2 separate regions of the Hordeum vulgare genome follow, and region 2 is linked to region 1. Evidence: chromatin contacts called from public Hi-C data. All regions are on one chromosome and are shown on one strand. The core of a region is the stretch at or near the end of the contact, and the rest is flanking DNA. Distances in the headings are between cores, read along the strand shown.

Region 1 (7,686 bases), core at 3,260-5,759:
TTTATGCCTCAATAATTCAATATATATGGAGCAATCGTCCATCTAAAAGTGACGCATACGTACAATCCATCCAATGGCCAACGCGTCATACCATGTTGGGCCCTCGACACTGAAAAAAATGTTTTCAAGCAGGTCAACAAGAGCGACGCTCGAGAACCAATCAGTGGTTGCATGTGTAGGAGGATGGCTGTACCCTATCCGGCAAGGGATCAAATTCTGAGCTGCTCATCCATGTTTTTTTTTCCGGCCTCTGGCGATGGCGGCTGGCCTTGACACGACGGAGCGGCAGAGTAACCAGCAGCGGAGAAGACCGAGGATGCCGTTGCAAAATTTCTGTGGTTGGGATCTTTTATGATGTATGGTAGAGCCAGTTGTATAGCTTATATCCTTTCTGTTTTTTTTTTTTTTGCATCGCTGTATTTTTTTATTTGTACGTTTGCTTCTTAAGGTATCCGTAATGTTTTTCAACTCGTATAAATACAACTAGCAAAATGACCCGTGCGTTGTCACGGAAGAAAAAAAACATAATCTTCAATGATGATGAACACATTATGTTCACATATCATTGCTTGATTTAGAAATTTTGTACACAAATGCAAGAAAATGTTTCTTTTTTTAAATCTATATACAAGTTGAAGCAATCTTTACATTTTCAAAAATCTTGGTAACTCAAAGATTTATTTTGAATTTTAAGATTTTTTTAGAAAACATACAATAATAATCCGATGCATCCAACAGTTAATTCCTTAAAATTCACACAGCTATATTGTCACATAGACTTAGAAGCATCAATGTTTTAACTACATACATTAGATCTTTCGTGAACAATTTTACAAATATGGAAACAATTTTAAAATCGAGAACATTTTTTACAATTTACAAACATTTACTAAAAATGATGAATATTTTTTATATTTCGAACGGTTTTAAATATTTTCTTTTGAATTGGCGACCAATTCAAGAAAAGATGAACAATTTTTTATGTTGGAGGATTTTATTTTAAATTTACAAACATTTTTTGAAACGCATGAAGTTTTCTGAATAAACAAACATTTTTATAAATCAGTAATATATTAATTAAATTCATGGACATTGATTTGGAATTTGCAAAAAAAATATAAAAAGCCAGCGCTTTTTTTGAATCCTATTTTTAATTCAAAATAAAAATTTGTCCGCATTTTAATTCAAAATTCCTATTTTTTAGTATGCAAAAGTATTTGTAATTCTAAATTATTTAAATTATAAATAAACAAAAATGGAACGGAATTTGTTTTTGAAAAAAGAAACTATCAAAACAGGCATTAGCTATTTTTAAAATATTAGGACATTTTTAAAATGCATTAACATATTTTAAATTAGAAATAATTTTGTTAAATGCCTTTAATAATTTTAATACATGGAATTGTATTTGAGATTATGGATTTTTCTTATTGTAAAAATATTTTTTCTAAAATTGCAAACATTTTATTGTATATGCGAGCATTTTTTACAAAATCCGAGCAGTTTTTGAAGTCACAAACATTTTAATTTTTGAAATGTGTTGATTTATAATTTTCAGTTTATTAAAATTTTAAAGATTATTTGAAGTTCTAAATTATTTAAAATAAAAAATAAAAAGGAACTGAAAATAAACAAATAAATGGAACTAAAAGCAGGGTATGTGCATGGGCCGGCCCATACGGTGTGTTGGATATTCTCCCAACATGCAGAGCGTAATATAGGACGTTTTTACATGGGCCGGCCCAGTCCAAGATTTTTTGCTTTATGAAACGTTTTCTATTACTTACCGGTGGCATGGTGGGTAATTTGTGCAAACTTTAGGGGTAATTTTCAAAACGGACGACCAGAAACCGTATTTGCTTTATTATTAGGAAGAGACTAACATATTCCTACGGACGTACGGTTTAAAAAAATCCTACATCATGTTCCGTACATTTCTATGGTGGTAAAACAATCTTAAATTAAACCATGGCAAAGTGTTTAGTAATTTGTTAACCTTATGTTCAGAAGAAAAATATCGTTTACACCTGTCATATTTGAAAAACATTTTAAATTTACCGACTGATTTCATTAGCGCGGAAACCGGATCACCCGCGCGACACGTGTCTCCTGCGTGCGAGCTAATCCATCGCTTCTCCACTTATTCTCCTCGTCGTTCTTTTCCTCTCCACCATGGTCAGCCTCCAAGCTCTGTCTGCTGCTGCTCAAGGTCCTCCTGTTCAAGTCCTGTCCGTCATGGCATGCCCAAGCTTCACTTGCTGCTGCTCAAGGTCCTCCCGTCCAAGCCCTGTCCGCCATGGCATGCCCCCTGCTGCTGCTCATGCACCCGGTGGTGCTGTAGTGGAGCTTCACCGACGGTTGCTATGGAGCATCACCGGCGGCGCCAAGATCTATGATGCAGCACCCCGAGCTGCAATGAAGTTTCACCGATGGCTGCAATGGAGTTTCACCAGGGGCGTCAATAGTTGTGATGCAGCGCCCCAAGGCTGCAATGAAGCTTCATCGGGCTGCAATGGAGCTTCACCGGCGGAGCCAAAGAGTTGTGATGCAGTGCCCAAAGCTGCAAGGAAGCTTCATCGGCGACTAATTGAGCTTCACCGGCAATGCCAAGGTGTACGATGCAGCGCCCCGAGCTGCAATGAAGCTTCAATCGCTCTGCAATGGAGCTTCACCACGACGAGCGGTCGTTGCTCGAGTTGACCCGATCCAACGTCTCTCAGGAATGCAAGTAATGGCTGGGGACCCAATTGATTTTCTCGAAAATCAGTCGGTTGATCCGTAGCAGCCGCCGTCATAGTTTCAACTCACCTGAGTTATAACTAGAAGCTGAATCTCTTGTTCTCTACTACCTTTTTTTGCGAGATGTTCTCTACTACCTTTCCAAAGGGTTGTCGTCCTAGTTTTTTTAAGGCGCCCATCTATTCAACAGATTGTAAACTTCTGTGTATAGGCATGAGGGAATTTGAAAGTCCCGGAGTACCCTGCAATCCTGCTTAGTTCAACTAAATGAACTGAAGTTTCAGTACTTTTACAAAATTAACTCATTTGGTTGAACTAAAGTGGGGTGAAGTGCACCTTGACTGCTCCAAATTTGCACCCATATATGTATACGTTGATCGTAGTACTGAACTGTCGTGTAGTTAAACGGTTCAAACGAATAAATGATTTCTCCAAATCCAAATATGTAGAAGTTTAATGGTTGTTCGCTTTCCCCACAAACAGCAACAAATATATCAATGCAAAGTTGCACGCGCACATAGTTCGGTACTCCCCCGTCTCAGTTTACAAGACATGCATGCGTGTAGTTTTAGATTAACAATCTAACTAACTAAATATGTATCATATGTAATAAAAAAATATGTTTAGAAATTATATCAGTTTAAGAAACTAACGGTATAATTCTTGTAACATATAATGCATATTTACTTCGTAAAAAAACATATAATGCAGGTTTAGTTAGTCAAATCAATGACATAAAACTATCTGCATGCCCCGTAAACAATGGGTCCATAGTGGTGCAGGGATGCTTTGCCCTCTGGTAATCAATTTAGAATAAGTGTCATGATTTTGAACTAACATTAGTTTAACTATGATTCAAAACTGCGACATTTATTATGGATCGGAGGGAGTAATAAATAATGACGTGTAAACTCCAACGTATAGAAAATGTGCTAGAAAGGTAAGGTCACGTCACCGGGTGGTTCTTGTCGTCGACGACGAGGCCGTGTTGTGAGCACCAGACGAGCGCCTCCTCCACGAGCTCATCCACCAGCCCCGGCGGCACCGCCAGCTGCCCAAACCGCCTCCCGTCGCCACCCTCCGGCGTAGCCACAACAGGGGCCGCCGTCCCAACGACGCCGCACCGCACGGGATACAAGGACGACGTCCTAGACGTTGGTGTTGCTGCCACCATGGAGCGCGGGGAACACGACCATCAAAGAGCCGCTCATGCTGGCACCGCCGCCGCGAGATACATACGCACTAGTGAAGGCGTTGGCGGTAGCCATGGTCGATAGTCGGCCGTCCTCGACGTTTCTGACTAAACCGGCGGAGTTCCTTCAATGGAGTGAAGAGTGAGTGGAAGCAGCTCAGAGAGGAAAGAGTGGGGAGATGGGATGGGAGAAGGGGCATATGAGGAGGCTCATAAGGCTGGCCATAGTGGGGGTAACTTAGATGATATCATGTACTTAGGAATAGTAAACATACTTATGTGGCAGGGAATTAAAGAAGAGAAAGAGAGTTAGAGTAACATAAGTAGATACAGTATCATATTAAATGTTATGCTACTTTGTATCATGCATGATAATAAATATAATCTTACATGATACTAGTTTATGATACTATGCATTATAAAAATAGTATCATATACTTGTACTCCAGAAATACTCTCGAAATATAGTCTTACATGAACCCGTGGCCCATTGCATATAGAAGATAGAACTCATGTCTTCTGATAGAGAAGGGGCTGTGGGTGTGCACCTAACGTAGGGTCAAGTTCGCTGGCAATACGAGCATGCAATGCATGCATGCATGGCTCGCTCTCACGGCCGGTGGGTAGGGAGTCGGCGTCAGTACCGCTCGTGACGATCGCGGATCGCCCCAGATCCATTTCTCTCGCGTCTCGCCCCCCTTTTGGCTCATTGCAGTTGATTGCAGTTGATAGAGTATCCCCTCCAAACGTGCCCAGCGCTCGTTGAGATCTTCTCTATCAGAAGTGGTGTGGGATCTGATTGAATTCGCCTTTGCCGTGGCTCCTCGTCGTCGGTAGGTGAGTATTCTCTACTTGTGCATCCCCTTTTCTTTTCCTTTTTTGGACATCGATATTTGCCAAACGGATTTACTAATCCTCATCTAGATGAGAATTAACAAAGTCTTATCTAATCTCACACATCATTTGTGTAATCAAATAAAGTATAAAAAATAAAAAGAAACTGCACGAATCTTCACGAAAATCAAGTGGCATATGAGTTAGATGGAGTATTTAACCAAAAACTACCACAATTCACGCCAACGTGTCTAGGAACTACCACAATTCGTTTTTTATGAAAAACTACAGCTTTCAACCTAATCGGTGGCAAAAAACTATCAAAAATTTTAACTGCCCGTTTTATCTGTTTTAACAGTTTTCCTGACTTCCTGGGCCCGCATGTCAGGTTGACCATTAACTTTGACCGTTGTTACAGATAGGACCCACACGTCAGACCTCTTCTTCCATCTCTCTCCACCCTCATGTGCATTACATCGAACATGTTATGTGCGTCTCGTCGCAGAGCACGGAGAGCTCGAAGGCCGGCGTGCCGCCGCGCCGCCGGGCTCGCCTCGCCTGCAGCGTCGAGCTGCCGAAGGCGCCCGGTCGTCGGCCTGGAGGTAAGAAGAGAGAACCAAGCTGGGGTCTTCAAGGACGGAGACGATTAGCTTCCCGAGCTGGAGCTTTCCCCCGGCCCCGCCCCGTGCGCCGGTGCGGGTGCCCCTGCGCCCTCTTCGGCGCGGCCACAAATGCGTTGGACGACGTCGGGTCGCCACCATGCCGGGTCGCCGTTCTTTTTCCCGGGCTCACCGGCAGCCTCGCGGGCGCGGAGGCGCACCCTTTCGTCCACCTCCCTGTCGAACACCTGGTGCAGCCGCGCTAACAGAAGCGGTGGCGTTCGCTGCGCAGGATCATGACCGCGGAGCTGTTCGCTCCGCACCGGCTCGACACGCTCCATCGCCTCGGGTCGAGAAGGTGCGGGAGGTGACGGTGCACGTGGCCCGTCTGGTGCGCGACGGCGAGGCCGTAGATCTCGGCCGCGTGACGTTCACGACTAGCCTGAACCTGCTGTCACGGACCGTGTTCTCGACGGGCCTCGGTGGTCACGGCGAGGGGGCCGAGCGCGAGGTCCAGGCATAGGTCGAGCAGGTTGTGCTGCAGCAGGTGGGATTGAGATCAGACGCAAGTTAAGGTCAACCTGACATGCGGGTCCGGGAAGACAGGAAAACTGTTAAAACAGATAAAACGGACAGTTGAAATTTTTGGTAGTTTTTTGCCGCTGATTAGGCTGAAAGCGGTAGTTTTTCACACAAAAATGAATTGTGGTAGTTCCTGAACATGTTGGCATGAATTATGGTAGTTTTTGGTTAAATACTCGAGTTAGATGTGACTCGGTTGAGTCTCATCTAATTGAGCGCTAGACACACCCACAAGACAACTATGTGCATATTGGAAATCTACCGAACGAACCTATATTGACGAGTTCAGGCTACGGCGCGTGGACTCGCTTCCTATTAGGATTGTTGCGCTCCGGCCACTAGCACTAGTGGGGACGGGGCCTTTAGCCCCGGCCCGTAAGGGGCAACCGGGACTAAAGGGGCGGGACTAAAGGCCTAACCTTTTCGTCCCGGCCCTCTTACAAGCCGGGACTAAAGGTGCTCCACGTGGGCGTCTCGTAGCGCCCCAGGGGTAGGACCTTTAGTCCCGGTTCGTTACACGGGCCGGGACTAAAATTTTTCAGATTTTGCTGGTTTTTTGGTTTTTTTTGAATGAAATTATTTTGGGTTTTAGGGTTTTAGGGTTTAGGTGTTCGGGAGATTAACGTGATGCCTCGTTTGGTGTTCGGGAATTAGTTTTCATATAATTTAAATAGAAATAATTATGCATATATATAAGATTAACTTATCTTACAAGCGAGCATATATATATACAATTATATGGAGATCTGAATTATCGAGACTAGAGCCCGTCTATTTAATTATATGGACGAACATCGGTAATGGCCCCTAGCTACACTAAATCGTCCTTTGTCATCTATAGCTTCCGTCCTCAGAAAGGTCGCAAGCTCCTCTGCAACAGCAATCGCGCGTCGCTCTGGTAGGACCTTCGTCGTCATGGTCGTGTGCTATATAAGAAGAGGAGATGAATATGAATATCAATCATGATAACAAAGAATGACGGGTAAAAATAGAGGTGTGAATGTTCATTGCTTACGTCGAATCTGTGATCCTTGTGCTCAGAGGTAAACGTGCGAATGGTCTCGCAAACATAGTATCAGCATAGATGCGTTCCCCGTGGCTGTTGGTCGCACTTTACGAGAATAGAATATATATAATCAAAATAATAATCTAGCATCATAAATGTATTGAAAATAGAAGTATATCATACTACTACATACCTGAGCCGCTCTAAAGGTCAGCTTCTCATGCTCGATACCGGGAGTCACGCACTTGAACCGCTTCCAAACCCTGCCCGACAAGGATAATGATTTGCTAAGTTTTTCATTAATTGATATATCAGAAAATCATCGAAAGAGACCGATAGAGCGCAAGAATGATTGAAATTATCCTTGGAGCATGTCCTGCAGGCTTTGGAACTGTTCCAAGGGTCTCGATAATGGGTCGAAGGCATCAACTCTTCCCTTATCAATTTGAATGTCCAACAGAATCCAATGGAAGCTGCACATGTATATATATATATATATATATATGTGTGTGTGTGTCAGTAACTTATCAATTACACTTATAAGTGAATGGACACAACAGAGTAAAGACCCTCACCTGAAGTTGTATGGAAACAGTATGTGGTCACAGAAATTTTGATCTGTTAGAAACCTTAGAAGGTTTTCCTCCGTCTCCTTGGGATAATTAGTTAGCGTCGCTATATGTATTTTATCTGGGTCAATAAACCCAATATTTAGGACGCTCTTACTTTTACAA
Region 2 (7,686 bases), core at 3,392-5,891, 150 kb after region 1:
TATACTTGGAGGTGGAGCACGGTCAGCCAAACTGTCATTGCTAAATGCACACTGTGGTCCTGGCCTGATGGTGGATACGCGTTAGATTTATAATTCTTTCCTAATCGTGTGGTCCAGATCCTTGTTTGCTGATGTGTGGGTAATTCTTGTGTGGACGTAGGGAAGTTTACGTTGGATCTTTTATTAGTAGTATAGATATAGACTAAACATGGACTAGAGGTCATTAAATGACATGCAAAAAGACCATGTTACCCTAATAATATACTAGAAGTTATTAAATGACATGCTAAAAGTAGGGGCATTGTTGGAAAAAATATGGATCGTACCACTCGTCCGCATCCTCGAGGAAAGTCTCGAACATGACGTGCAGCAAGCCCTCCTGCACCGCCACGCGCGTGCCGTACCACGCCTCGTCGAACCGCGCGCGGTACTCCATTCGGGGCCGTGGACGGCGCGGCGGCGGCTCCGGCGCGACGGTGGCCTTCCGCTTTCGGGACTTCTTCGGCATTTCCTCGGTAGTGTGGGAGTGGCGGCGCTCGGTGGGATTTGGACCCTGGAGAGGAGGACAGGGCCGCGGGATTGCCGGTGTTTTTATACTGTCCAGATTCTGGTAATCTTCCAGTAGGTTTTAGGTTTTTACACATAATGTGCATAAACACCCCCTCAATAAAAATAAAATCATAATGTGCAAATACAAAAGGGAATAATTACATTAGGAATATCTCTCCAAATTGCCTAGAGGTTGTTTTGACCAAGATAATCAAACCTTAGATTAGAAACATTGTTGGAAAAATCTAATCTACAACGTGGGTACTTGGTTGTTCCCATCCGGCGGCCTGCAGAGGTATCGCGTGGTTGATATGTGTGTGAATCCCATATAGGCATCTCAGATGGATCCATTTATTTTAGCAGAGGGAATTGTGTACTAGCCTACCAGAGACCACTATGGGTACAACTTGTCTAGTGTTTCCGAAACACTTTTCGTCGACAGACATTCCATATGCAGTTTCTTTACCTTGTTGCAGGTACGCGCCAGCCCTGTAGACTACACTTTATTGTTTATCATTTACACTACCACCTCACAATCCTTATCTCTAGCAAGGTTTTTTCTTGTTACAAATTCATGATTTTTTATAACTTGTAATCTGACAACCTACCCTTTATATGAAAACTAAATATAAATAATCTGACAAATAAGCATGTTTAAATTGATAATTAAATATTTTTATAATCTGACAACTAACCCTTTATATGACAACTAAATATAAATAATTTGGCAACTAAGCATGTTTAAATTGACAATCAAATATTTTGCAATCTGATAACTAACCCTTTACATGACAACTGAATATAAATAATTTGGCAAGTATTTTTGAAACTTGACAACAAGTCCTAAGCAGATACATATGTCTTGTTTTTGGCTATGCTAACAACACCTACCTACTTATGTTAGTACTAAGCTAGCGATGTCACTGCACAGTCTTTTTTTCCGTGCTATGTTTTGCATGCATGCAGTCTTTTTTTTTTTACTTTTTAAGATGCCGACATGCATGCACTCTCAGCCCATAAGTGGTGTCCTATTACTGTGCGGTAATATACTACGTGCTTAGTCTGGAATGTAGACTTCTGTTACTTTTGAATGGCAAGTGAAGACGTGATTTGTGGGGTTGCCACTGGCCGCCGCACCGGAAGACAGAGGTGCAGCGCCGCTACGTAGTGGCCTCCAACATTGTTTTATAAAACTACTCCCTCCGAAAAGATTTAGACCCCTTCTCCTAATCTTACTAATTCATCTTTGGAGCCTTGGTTTCGAATGTGTGCTTCAATTTTTAAATCAATCAACATGAAAAATGCTTTAATATCATAGGTGCTAAGAAGAACATGCCCCCGTCATTATTTGTTTTTATATATAATAATGAAAACTAGCTTTTGCCTCACACAATTGTGCGGGAAACTTCGCTCACAACATCTAATTTGGGTGGAATCACAAGGGTATATTCCAATTATTCATGGTACAAAGTTAGAGAATTAACTATGAGATGTTGTTTTTGTACTTGAAATATGATCAGTTCACATAATTAATTAATGGATTATGGGATGTTGGTTGCTCATTTCTATATCATATTGGCTCGACAACCTGGCATTGAAGTTTGAATCATGATGAACTATTCGTGCTAACATAAGTATGTCCTATACCTATCCTATTTATAGAAGCAATAGGTTGATGACTTGATGTAGTGTTTATGCAAAGTCTTAGTTAGACAACTACAGAAAGCAGAATACAAGTGTTGGTTTGGAAAAACCGATTCGCTCGCTCCGCTCCCGCGAGCGGAGGGCAAAAACTAGTGTCGCCTCTCCCGTCTATCCCACAGCTCACCTCATCCTCAACACTGTCGGGAAAAAGCCCAAGCGACATAAGCGGTGGCTGGGGATCCACTCTTCCTCCTTGGTTGGGCGCACTTCATGTATGGGATATCGGGCCTTAACCATGGTGTGATGCTCGATCGGGATGTGGCAGCGCTGAAATGTACGTCTGGGTCAGCGGTGCAACCGGGCGATGGATCTACGGCGGCTGCATAGCGATACCTTGGTACGTGAATCGGGCGCGTAGCTGGTCCTGATGTGTCGTTGCGGTGCGCAACAGTTCATGCGGAGGTTCATGGCGGCACATTGACATTACCCTTCCTATCCACTTCTGGCAACTAGGTCCGACGCCCAGAGGAAATTGTAGATATATTAAAGACATACAGGTTATTAATTGCGAGGGACGCAAAATTTTGACTTGAGATATCTGATATATTTATAGGATAGAGTGCCGTACTATCAAGGGGGCTTTCAAGTGAGTAGCTTGATCATATCGTTCGTTAAGAACTCAAACCATTGCATTCTTGGCATCATCATCTTTCTTGGTTATTGGTTGACTTTTCTCTATGTGGGTTCTTGAGCTTATAGTCATCTTCATGCCAAGCTCGAGTTTATCGAAAACGGAATTCATGTGCATCTTCTTATGTTTTTTCATTGTTTTATTTCTTTTCTACTTTACTTGGACTTCAAAATATAATAAACATATACCTTTCTTTCTTTACGTAAAGTGTATTATTAGAGGTGTTAGGACAAAATTACACGTGGAAATGTGTTGGATAGTGGCAAGTAAATTAGTGAGTCCACACACATCAGAGATACATGCAATTGAGACAAAGATAGTTTCCTTGTTTTGACACAAAAGGAGATACACAGAATTATGAAAGAGATAATTTCTTTTTTTTTTAAGGGATGAAAAGCGAAATACGAGGATTTAGAAAAAATGCACCTTACATTCTGAAATTTTATCAAAAACAGATACACCTTATATAAAGGAACGGAGGGAGTATATTATAAAAATATAATTTACAAATATTTTTGAATTTTCCTAATCACGCATTTGAAAAATGTTAAATGTGTATATAAAACATATATTTCTGATGTATACAAAAAATGTACAATGAGTATGGAATAAGGTAGACATAAAAAAAGTTTATAAACTTATTAATAATTTATTTCGAAAATGTCAAACATGTATAAAAAAAATTCCTGTTGTATGCAGAAAATATATAATGCATATGTAAAACATTAGACATCCAATATATATGCTTTCAAAAAATGTTAATCATCTGTTTCAATAATGTTAAATGTGTACACAAAATATTTTAGATGTATATAAAAAATGTAGAACTTGTATTTAAAATTTAGCAGAAATCCACAAATGTTAAAAAAATTGATCGTGTGCGAAAACCATGTCAATCATATATTTCAAAAACGTCAAAAAATGCATAAACAAATGTTCCCAATGTATACAAAAAAAAGTCACCAAACATATAATCTGGAAAAAATATTAATCATCCATTAAAAATGTACAAAAACATCCTTATGTATAGGAAAAATGTAGAACAAGTAAGGAATTTTTTGAACATAAAAGAGTTAAAACTATGTTTACCATGTATAGAAATATAAATCATACATTTCAAAGAGGACTAAACATATAATAAAAATGTTGCTGATATATTACGAAAATGTGTAATGTGTATGAAAAATAATTCATCAAATATTGTTCAAAAACAATGTAAGTGATATATTTTAGAAATATTAAACATGTACAAAACAATTTTTCTTGTGTATACGTAAACTCTACAAATGTGTACTAAAAATGTAGATTTGTGTTGAAGAAGCAATGATGAAAATCGAAGAAACAAAACAAAGAAACACCTTAGAAAGGAAGGAAAAGAAAGAAGAAAAAAACTGTGAAGAAGCACCTTAGCGAGATATAGTTTTTTTTAGCAGCACTAAGCGAGATATACGTACCGAACAAACCAGGAGCTTTGAAGTTAAAATTAACCTGACCTCGAAAACGGCCGACGACCCGGATACCAGCCCACAATGGAAGAGGTCCACACACGAGGCCGTTGCCTCAAAAAAGAAAACACACACGATGCCGCCACGTCACAGATCCGCACCCCGTCGCCCCTCCACCAACCAGAGCCGAGCATGCGGATCGCGTCCACCCGAGCTCAGCCGTCCGATCCAAGCGCAATGCGAAACTGCCAATCCAGGCTTCCGCTGCCCTCAACACCCCCACCTAAGTCCATAAATTACCCACCAACCACCCACTTCTTCTCCCACTACCCCCTTGGCCGCCGTCGAGTTCGAGTTCAGACCGAAGCCAAGTTTCCAGGTCGACCAGAGGAGGCGAGCCATGGCCCGTACCAAGCAGACCGCCCGCAAGTCCACCGGCGGCAAGGCGCCCCGCAAGCAGCTCGCCACCAAGGTCCGTCTCCGCCTCCTCCCCTCCTCGTTAATTTCTCCGATCTGTTCGGCCTGCCTCCGCTGACGTTTGAAATCGAATCGAATCGAATCGAATCGAATCGAATCGAATCGACTCGACGCGTTTCCAGGCCGCGAGGAAGTCCGCCCCGACCACCGGCGGCGTGAAGAAGCCGCACAGGTACAGGCCCGGCACCGTGGCGCTCCGCGAGATCCGAAAGTACCAGAAGAGCACGGAGCTGCTGATCCGCAAGCTGCCCTTCCAGCGCCTGGTCCGCGAGATCGCGCAGGACTTCAAGACGGACCTCCGCTTCCAGTCCCACGCCGTGCTCGCCCTCCAGGAGGCCGCCGAGGCGTACCTCGTGGGGCTCTTCGAGGACACCAACCTCTGCGCCATCCACGCCAAGCGCGTCACCATCATGCCCAAGGACATCCAGCTCGCCCGCCGCATCCGCGGGGAGCGCGCCTAGGCGGGAGCCAGACCAGTCCGGCCCCAGTCCGCCGCATCCATCTGAGGGCGTGCCGCCGTTCGTTCGCCGGCACCAGTTGATTCGCTTGCCGTTTTAGGTCTTGTTAGGTTTGGTTTGCGGTGATGCAAACAGATGCTTTCTGTGGAATTGTTGGTTAATGTACTGTTGATCGACCATTATCGATGTATGCAATTCTGACGGGACGTACCGTGAAGTTGTTGCCTGCTGTTCTCTGAATCCGATTCTGTTTTCCTGCTCTCTGAATCTCTTGTTGTTTTCTCGGAGAGGCGGATAGAGGTCCTGCGGCTGCGGTGCTGTCTGGCCGACGGATTGTCGTCGGCGTTGGTGGGGAATCTGGATTTTGCACGTTCGTGATGGTGATCTCTGTAACAGGACGAAGATGAGCGATGGGTGGGTGCAGGGCTCTTTCTTAACTAGATGGTTAAAAAGTTTGGTTAGTTAGCGCAAATGTTGTTTGAATCCTCTTTTCATGTCCTGTTCAAGGAATCATCTTGTGATGTCCTGTTCTTTGAATCCTCTTGTGGCTGTCGCGGTGGTGCCGTCAGGCCGATGTGGGGGATTTGGATTTGGGTACGGTCGTGATTGTGATCTCCATAACAGGACTAAGAGCAACTCCAAATCCATGCCTATCCGTTTAGATCGTGGCGCACAGAAAAGTCAGTCAACGCGTCGATTAAGTAGTTACGAGTCTGTCGACCCTTTTTCGTTTTATTTTTAAACATGATTTGTATCGGCCGGACACGAGATGGACACGCGTGGCGCCCGCCTGCTCTTCTAGTCTACGTAGTCGGTGACACATTGGTCATCCTCTCACCCATATCAACGTCGCCACCTTGCGCGCCATCACCGTCGCGCCGCCGTGATTCCCAGGCCAGCCACCTGGTCCAAGGGAGGCGCGCGTCTCTTTGCTGACCAGCTTCTTCGACGTCATCCGTAAGTTGTTCGACAGTTTGACAAGGTACAAAATGGACTCCGTCAGCCAGTTCTTTTCCATATTTTTCTTTACGTCTCCGACGATTCCTCGTCCGATGATGATGAGGAGATCTTGACTGACGTGTTGGTCCATCACCACCTTAATAACCAGCGGCCGTTGTTCCGTGGCTTGATCCTGGGACACCTTCCGGCGTTGAATCATAACCGAGAGAGCGGTCATTTCCTTCTTTGGAAGGACTATTTTGACACAACCAATGCGCTGTTCAAACATCAAAATTCCGGCGACGTTTCCATATGCCAGGCATGTTTTCAACCGTATTAGAGATGGGGTTGTCGAATACAATAACTATTTCGAGTGTAAAGAGAACGCCTTTAAAAAGATTGGCTTCTCATCTTATCATAAATGCATTGCAGCCATTCGGATGCTAATATACGAAATGCCCGGTGATCTCATTGATGAGTACGTCCGCATGAGAGAGTCTACATGTCTAGAGTCCATGTACAGATTTTGCAAGACTGTGATTGCTGTGTTTGTTCCTGAGTACTTAAAAGAGCCGGCTCCTCAAGATACATGCCGCTTGTTTGCGATGAATGACAGCAGGGGCTCCCCAGGGATGCTTGACAATATAGAGTACATGCACTGGGAGTGGAACAACTGCCTTACAGCTTGGCAAAGGCACTATAAGGTGTTAGAAATATGCCCTAGAGGCAATAATAAATTAGTTATTATTATATTTTCTTGTTCATGATAACTGTTTATTATCCATGCTAGAATTGTATTGATTGGAAACTCAAATACATGTGTGGGTACATACACAACATTGTGTCCCTAATGAGCCTCTAATGGACTAGCTCGTTGATCAAAGATGGTCAAGGTTTCCTGGCCATAGACATGAGTTGTTATTTGATAACAGGATCACATCATTAGGAGAATGATATGATGGACAAGACCCAAACTATGAACGTAGCATATGATCGTGTGAGTTTATTACTACTGTTTTCTGCATGTCAAGTATCTGTTTCTATACCCATGAGATCATGCAACTCACTGACACCGGAGGAGTGCATTGTGTGTATCAAACGGTTCCTATAACCATGAGATCATGCAACTCACTGACATCAGAGGAGCGCATTGTGTGTATCAAACGTCGCAATGTAACTCGATGACTATAAATGTGCTCTACAGGTATCTCCGAGGTGTTTGTTGAGTTGGCATGGATCAAGACTGGGATTTGTCACTTCGTGTGACAGAGAGGTATCTCAGGGCCCACTCGGTAATATAACATCACAACAAGCTTGCAATCAATTTGACTAAAGTGTTAGTCATGGGATCTTGTATTACGTAACGAGTAAAGAGACTTGTCGGTCATGAGATTGAACTAGGTATAGAGATACCGACGATCGAATCTCAGGCAAGTAACATATCGATGGACAAAGGGAACAGTATACCAGATTGATTGAATCC

The links. Hi-C and Micro-C count contacts between places; a contact is called where the count stands out from the background.
Region 2: a contact with region 1 is called in a Hi-C map of leaf, with 3 times the contacts expected there. The contact joins the promoter of LOC123410250 here to the enhancer-like site in region 1. A contact is called at or near these places in 2 of 6 Hi-C or Micro-C datasets (both in leaf).

The regions. Positions count from the first base shown.
Region 1 is chr7H:579,596,007-579,603,692 of MorexV3_pseudomolecules_assembly, forward strand. No RefSeq gene overlaps it. Among protein-coding and RNA genes, the nearest start is that of LOC123412178, 17 kb to the left of the region's middle. Within about 2 kb of position 4,510, at least 3 of the 3 cell types and tissues checked have open chromatin away from gene starts, as enhancers often do. A contact at or near this core is called in leaf, where this site is marked.
Region 2 is chr7H:579,749,081-579,756,766 of MorexV3_pseudomolecules_assembly, forward strand. It overlaps LOC123410250 (histone H3.3), which reads left to right and starts at 4,642. Exons shown (of 2, transcript XM_045103160.1): 1 at 4,642-4,801; 2 at 4,929-5,481. The coding sequence starts at 4,730. The coding sequence ends at 5,267.